2 separate regions of the Rattus norvegicus genome follow, and region 1 is linked to region 2. The links are chromatin contacts, called in public Hi-C maps. All regions are on one chromosome and are shown on one strand. Each heading gives the region's core, a stretch centred on a gene start, on an enhancer-like site or on the middle of the called end of the contact. The rest is flanking DNA. Distances are from core to core; before and after follow the strand shown.

What was found. Hi-C and Micro-C count contacts between places; a contact is called where the count stands out from the background.
Region 1: a contact with region 2 is called in a Hi-C map of hepatocytes, with 2.7 times the contacts expected there. The contact joins the promoter of Seh1l here to the promoter of Psmg2 in region 2. A contact is called at or near these places in 11 of 12 Hi-C or Micro-C datasets (the A7r5 cell line, the Rat2 cell line, Schwann cells and 7 more) and 1 of 1 datasets of contacts at active chromatin or transcription factors (oligodendrocytes).

What each region holds. Positions count from the first base shown.
Region 1 is chr18:63,615,328-63,619,233 of GRCr8, reverse strand. It overlaps Seh1l (SEH1-like nucleoporin), which reads right to left and starts at 2,359. Exons shown (of 9, transcript NM_001394994.1): 1 at 2,119-2,359. The coding sequence starts at 2,229.
Region 2 is chr18:63,477,163-63,480,888 of GRCr8, reverse strand. It overlaps Psmg2 (proteasome assembly chaperone 2), which reads right to left and starts at 2,269. Exons shown (of 7, transcript NM_001106138.2): 1 at 2,143-2,269. The coding sequence starts at 2,199. Cep76 (centrosomal protein 76) reads left to right here and starts at 2,531. Exons shown (of 12, transcript NM_001100514.1): 1 at 2,531-2,754. The coding sequence starts at 2,692.

The sequences.
Region 1 (3,906 bases), core at 1,110-3,609, 140 kb before region 2:
TTTAAAGAACCACTTACATGTATGTGTGTGTGTGGGTGTGGGTGTGTGCGCGCACGCGCCTGCGTGCACATGTTGAGTAAAGACCACAAAGAAGCCAGAAGGCAGCACTGGATCTACTGGAGCTGCAGTTACAGATGGTTGAGAGCCTCAGAATATTAGTCCCTCTGGAGAGGAGTACTCATTCTTACTCATGGGGCACTCTCCAGCCCACAGGAACTTTTTCTCTTTTTTTTCTTTTTTTTTTTAAGATTTATTATATGTAAGTATACTGGAGCTGTCTTCAGACACCAGAAGAGGGTATCAGATCTCATTACAGATGGTTGTGAGCCACCATGTGGTTGCTGGGATTTGAACTCAGGACTTCTAGAAGATCAGTCAGTACTGTTAACCACTGAGCCACCTCTCCAGCCCAGGAACTTTTTCTAAAGAGAAAGTCTATCATTTGCACAGATTTTTTTTTTTTTTTTTTTGGTTCTTTTTTTCGGAGCTGGGGACCGAACCCAGGGCCTTGCGCTTCCAAGGTAAGCGCTCTACCACTGAGCCAAATCCCCAACCCCCAGATTTTTTTTTTTTAAAGGTGTATAAGTAACACAAAGTACTCTAGCCAGGAGTAGTGACCCACACTTGTAAATCCCAGCACTTGGGAGGCAAAGGCAGGTAGACCTCTGTGAGTTCCAGGACAGTCTGTTCTACACAGAGAGTTCCAAGACAGCCTAGGCTGCGACGTAGTGTCGAAAAATGAGAAATATAAGAAAATGTGCTCTGGACAACCTAACTGCCCTTAATCCAAGTACCAACTATCTGGAACTCTTCCACAAGTCCTCCAAGACTGCACCTGACTGCCCTCCTGAAGGCACAGCTCCAGCCCGGCCGCCTGCACTTTTTACTCTTAAGAGCTTTGAGGAACTTTGGATGAGCCACCAACTATTTCCACCTAGTGACCTAGTGAGGGGCTCAAGACAGCTTCTCTGGTTCTCTAAGCAGGCTGCTCAGGCTAAGTAAGTCAGCTGTAGGTCATCTCTCCTAGTGTGATAAAGACCTAATAAAAGGCTTCGAGAGACTTCTTTTCTTGCCTACTTCCAACAGTGTGAACAGAGCAGTCCTGAGGCCAAGCTGGGAAAGCTCAAGGTAGTTTGGTAGCCTTCACTGCTTGTCTTGGTAGTGTATATGCACGTAAGTTTTGCAATGCAGAATTACGTCCTCTCCCAAGATTGCCATATTTATCTTAGTAAATACCATTCCCAAAGACTATAACTTGATGTCTGCTACCTAGATCAGCTGTGCTCGTTGGCCAACCAAGGAACCAGGCGCAGTCCTCCCAACAAGAAGGATCACAATCTGAACTCCCTCTATCGACCTGCAGAGACGCCGGGCAGTGCACATTCACACACGCAGACACAACACTCACACGAATAAGTCTTTAAAATTGTGGGGTTAGGGCAATGGAGTCGTTCCTGGTGGCTCCCATCTTTAATCATATCACTCTCGGCAGAGGCAGGCAGATCATCAGGGCTACAGAACTGAGACTCTGTTTCCAAAAAAGTACATCGGAGCATATTCAACGGACACTTGTGATAACCACCTTCAGAGGCCACTTGAACACGAACAAGAATTAAAAGCTGGTGTTCAGCTATTCTGGCGTCGTGAAGGAGTTCATACTCGTAACCCCAGCATGGCTGAAACTGAGACTGGAGGGCTACTGCCAGGTCTAGAAAACGTGTGTGTGTAACTGGCATGTAATAATAATAATATCCCTTCAAGGAATCCCATGCGTCCTGGGCAAAGGAATACAGGCGAGGCCCACTGAAATGAGACACACATCCCCACGAGAAGGCCAAACGCGTTAGACTACAGCCGCGACCCACTCCGCAGACCCAGCGTGCGCGTGCGCTCAGTGCCCCGAGGCAGAGAGCCGCCCCGCGCAGGCGCGGTAGGAAAACGCCCCGAGCGCGGGCGGCCGTGACCCCACAATCCGCCGACGGGGAGGGCTCTCGCCGCTTCCGGCGTGGCGGCGTCCGCGGCTTTGTGTCTCGCACGCCTCGGTCAGAGTTAGTCCCTTCTGTGCCGCCTCCCTCCCCTCTGTGCCCGGCCCTGGGTAGTCGAGCTTGCCGCGCGCACCTTGACGCTCTGGTCGCTGGAACAGGTGGCCATCCGGCGCCCGTGGAAGTCGAAAGACACATCGTGGATGAGGTCCTTGTGGTCCGCCGCGATGCTGCGCGCCACAAACATGGCCGCCGCCGTCTGCCCGGGCCCGCCTCCGAGAGGGCGGCGGTGCGGCCCGCAGCCCCCGGACCGCGGCAGAGGCACGTACGGTACGTCGGCCCTCGCCTGCTCGCGTCGCTCCGGCGCGCCACGCCCCGAGGGACACGCCCTGCGCAGGCGGAGCCTGTGTCCAAACCTTGTTCCAGCCACGGACGGAGCCTGCAGACGCAGGAGGATGGAAAAATGAAAGCGCCTTCCGGGGTCAGCCTAGGGGGTGTGTGCCTCCGTAAACACGTGATCGGTACACATAGCGAGTAGAGATGTCCCGCTGCAGATTTGAATGGAAGGCTCATCTGTTTAACCAGAGCTTCTTAGGAATGATGGCGATGCCCAGAGTTGTCGCTTAGGGAGTCAAGCTCGTCGAGCACAAAGTCTTCCAGAAGGAAGAAATTGAGATGAGGAGTGGAGGACCTGAAGCAGCGGTCAGTGCTGAAAGATGGCACAAGTACAACAGATTCGAGGGTCAGCAAAACCAGAATGAGGAAAAAGAAGTTCTAGAAAGTCACCCGGGGTGATGGCAAGACCCAAAATGATGCCCAATATTTACTTTGATGGAGCCAGTCTTTAATGGAGAAGTAAGTGAAATAAAAATAGCAAAGAGAAACCTATGAAGGGAAGTGCTCAAGTCAGGAGATTCAGTCAAATTCAGGAAGTGGTGGAACATTCCTTCAACGAGGGTTTTAGGTGAGAGGTTGTTTAACGCCCATGGGATCAAACTCCCGACTTTGGCTCCATGCACGCGGTGCACATATAGGTGAAACATGCATACACCTAAAAATAAAGATGTTTAAGAATAGGAATCGCGGGCTGGAGAGATGGCTCAGAGGTTAAGAGCACTGTCTGCTCTTCCAGAGGTCCTAAGTTCAATTCCCAGCAACCACATGGTGGCTCACAACCATCTATAATCAGGTCTGGTGCCCTCTTCTGGCCTGCAGGCATACATGCAGGCAGAAAGCTGATGTATACATAATAAATAAATGTTTAAAAAAAAAAAAGAATAGGAATCGCTTTAAAAAGCAGACTCTAAAGGATCTCAAAATCGCACTTGTTCCTGATGGATTTGTACAGAAACCCGCAGAGACCGATAGTGAAATGATCTTACCAGTCTTGAGTTTTCCTTACTCTTCTTTAAATTAATAAGATTTAAGGCATGGCTTGAATGCATCACCACCTTTAGTTCCAGCTCCAGAGAATCTGAAACATCTGGATTCCTTGAGGATCTGCACTCTCCTGCACACAACGGATACACACACGAAGAGACATAAATTCTTTAAAAAATCCTTTTTTAGATTATATTCCTATTTTAGAGGTAGACCCCCAAGTCCTCTAACCATTGGATCTAACCATTCATTTCCAGAGACATTAATTTCCAGAAACAAAACACACTATATAAAAGTACAATTAAAGGGGTTGGGGATTTAGCTCAGTGGTAGAGCGCTTGCCTAGGAAGCGCAAGGCCCTGGGTTCGGTCCCCAGCTCCGAAAAAAAAAGAACCAAAAAAAAAAAAAGTACAATTAAATCTATACTTTCAAAAATAAACATTTAAGAAAGCTAGGTTTATAATTTTTTAAAGATTAGTTTATTTTAAGAGTGGATTTCCTGCATGTTTGTAGCATAGCATGTGTATGCAGTACCGGTAGAGGC
Region 2 (3,726 bases), core at 1,020-3,519:
AGCGCTGGGTTTTTTGTTTTAAATGTAGTCTATGTATGTGTCCCAAGGCAAAAAAACACAACTGCGATCTGGCGTCAGCCAATAGCTCCTCATTCCTCAACCTTCCTGGACTCAGTCTTCCCTGAGCACTTTCCCATGACTCACTGGTATTTTCTACCACATTCCTTGGTTACTTTAATTCTCTTAAGGATTTTCCGACTTTGGAGTAAGAAACTCAGTCTCATCCCACCAGCACGTAAAGACACTTCAGTGTTTTTATTCCTTTTTTATAAAAATGATTTTTTATTTATTTTTGAGACAGGGCTTCTCTGTGTAGCCTTGGCTGTTCTGGAACTCACTGTGTAGACCAAGTTAGCCTTGAATCTGCCTTACTCTGGTGAGATTAAACATCTGCACCACCAACACCACCTGGCCTGTATTTTTATTCATTAAAAAAAAGTGTACTTTTTTTTTTACATATTTATTTTTATTTTTATATGGGTACACTGTAGCTGTCTTCAGACACACCAGAAGAGGGCATCTGATCCCATTACAGATGGTTGTGAGCCACCATGTGGTTGCTGGGATTTGAAATCAGGACCTCTGGAAGAGCAGTCAGTGCTCTTAACCATTGAGCCATCTCACCAGCCCCAAAAGTGTACTTTTGATACCACATAGTACCCTCACTTCTCAGGAGCCCACAGAGCTAAAAGTCTCCTAACGGTTGTCCACTACGGTGTAAAAATAAACTACCTCTGAATTAATACGCAAACGTTCATGCTCTACCTCTGTGGTTCTCAACCTTTCTAACACAATTCCTCATGCTGTGGTGACTCCCAACCATAAAACTATTTTTGTTCCTATTTCGTTACGGTAATTTCGCTCCTGTTAGGAATGGTAATGTAAATATCTGATATTTCCAATGGTCTTAGGTCACCTGCGATGGGGTCATGACCCACAGGTTGAGAACCACTGCTCCACCCCTCCTCTCCACTCATTTGACCTCTCCGAGAGGAGTTTTTTCGCCACTGCGCTAGTAACTGCTTAACTACCTGACCAACTATGTGTTGGCATTCCCAGATGAACACTTTAGACTTTACTTGCTTGAAACCTGAATAGGAGATACCCCTCTCCCCTTTACTTTAAACACATTCTCCTCTGCTGCCTTGTAGATCACAAGGCTTCAAGCCTATTCTCACCACACATCATTCTAAATTTGTGGTACTCCAGGAATATGTGCCTCTGATTTTAGATGTCCATTTTTCAGAAGGGTATCCTAAGCCCATCTTTTTCCTAAAAGATCAAAAGCCCTTGTGTTTCTCCCGTTGACTTTTTAAAATTTAAAAACATTTTAAAATACTGTGTCTGTAAGTACACGCAGTACTTACAGACGTGGGTTCAGATATTCTCTTTGGCCAGAATGGGTGTCAGGGACCCTGGACCTGGAGTTATAAGCCATTCATTGTGAGTATGTAAGAATTCTATCCTCTGTAAGCCACACAGGCTCTAATTACGGAGCCATTTCTTTAGCCCCCTCCCCTCAAGCTTTGTTGTTCTTGTTGATTTGTTTATTTCTTGCGGGGATAGGTGTCTTTCAGGCTGGGGCTTCCTGCCTCACGATTGGAATGCTGGGAATACAATCTTGGTCAAACCACTCCCACCCAGACTTCCGCAGGTCGGTAATCTCAGGTCGTTCTCTTTTTCAAACTTCTGTCTTATTTAATGCTCTTAGTATATGCACGTGTTTCTAGCTATATTGTAAACCTTGATGACTAAACAAGGACAATTCTACTACTGCCTTTTAGACAACGATCTGCTCTCTAATGCAATTGATTGCCTAGATCAACACGGACCCAAACTACATAAAAACACTTCAACGGATAAAACTTAGGGATTCCCCCGGTGCCACTTATGTGCAATGTATCTGCAATGTACAAACGTTACAGTTGCCAGGCAACGAAGGCTTCAGCTAGCAGGCAGGCCTTGATAGAGCGGACAAATGTGCTAATTTGGACCGCCGCCTCTAAGGATAACCAACTTGTTTGTTGGTTTGTTTTTTTCAGGCTTAAAGCCTGAAGCAGAAACACGTGCCCGGCTCTCCTAAGGCCAGGTGGCGCTTCCCGGGTCGGGGTGGCGACAGCGCCAACTCAAGTGGAGACTCACCATCAGGAGTGTGAAGTTCTTTAGGTCGGGGACCGACTCCCCGCAGGGAACGAACATGACTGCAGTGGGCGTAAGAGAAGCTGGAGCGCTGTCCGGGACAGCTAGGATACCTATCCTTAGGATAGAAGGCGGAACTCGCGATCCGCCCGGGTCCTTCGGGTCCTTCGGGTCCTGTAGGCGTCCGACGCACTGCCTGCGCTCAGTGCTGAACGAGGCTCGAACGCTCGGCAGGCGGCGTTCCCCGGGGTCGTAGGTCGAGGCCCTGCGACAGAGGACGTGGGAACCGCGCGTGCGGGACCCGCGAGGAGGCGGCGCGTTGGACCGCGTCGATCAGGCAGCTGGCAGGCCAGCCCCGGCGACTGTCAGTCCGCCCGGTTTGAAGACAGTTAGTTGTGGCGCCGCGGCTGCAGGGTTCCCGCCCTGCCAGGTCTGACGCGGCCGCGGCGCTTTGTGCTACGCCCGCCACCGATGCTGCGCGGCCGGGACGACGGGCTCCGTGGCTGCACCGTGTGAGACGGAGAGTAGCGGCCGGGAGGCGCCAGTGCCGGCATGTCGCTGCCTCCGGAGAAAGCCTCTGAGCTGAAGCAGCTCATCCACCAGCAGCTGAGCAAGGTGAGGAGCTCGGGCGGACGGGACCGGAGCCAGGGCTGTGGAGCGGGCGCCGGCGGGCAAGCTTCGGTTGGGCGTGTGACCCGAGGGAGCGCTGAAGGCTCTTTAGCTAGAGTGGAGGAGAGCCGCTGTAAACCGGAGGCGGTCCGGGCGCTTTCCAGATGTTCATGTACAAGTAGTCCGAGGCCAGATGTTTAGGGTTTCTTTACGCCTGGAAGCCCGATCGCAGTAAGTTATGGGAGACAGGGCGCTCCAATGACTGACAAGGAACGCGTTTACCCGGCTCGGGGCTTTCAGGAGAACCGCGACTTCCCAGCAGCAGCGCCCGACTGCTGGCCGTAAGCTGAAGTAATAAAGCTTCTTTATGGTGTGTTGGTGCGCCGGTGTTTGCGTCTCTAGCGTCTTTTGGCGAATCCTCAAAACAATCTCGCTTTTCCATCGGATGGGCAAGGAGATAGACGGACAAATTAGAGTTGCAAGTTGAATAAGTGAGAAGGCTGAAATAACTCGCTCTTTGTTCTGCCTCCTTCTAGGTCTGTGTTCTTTTGATTGTCCTCCACTCCCTCTCTTAAGAATTGTTTTCATTGAATCATTTGCGGGCAACCAGCAATAAAGGTTGATAACCAACCAGTTCAGATTGTTTCTAGTATGTTGCTCAAAACTTCCACCACTTAAAAAGCTCAATTTTATTGGCATTGGGCACTTGCCATTAGTTTCAGAAGCCTAAAATCTACAAGTGGCGTTTAACTGCTTTATAATGTTGTAAATTGTTTTTGTGCGGTTTTTTTTTGTTGTTGTTGTTGTTGGGTTTTTTGTTTTGTTTTGTTTTTTGAGACAGGGTTTCTTTGTGTAGTTTTTCTGGCTGTCCTGGAACTCTATAGACCAGGTTGGCCTGGAACTCCAGAGATCCACCTGTCTCTGCCTCCCGGGTGCTAGAAATAAAGGCATGCACCATCACCACCAGGTATAATTTTG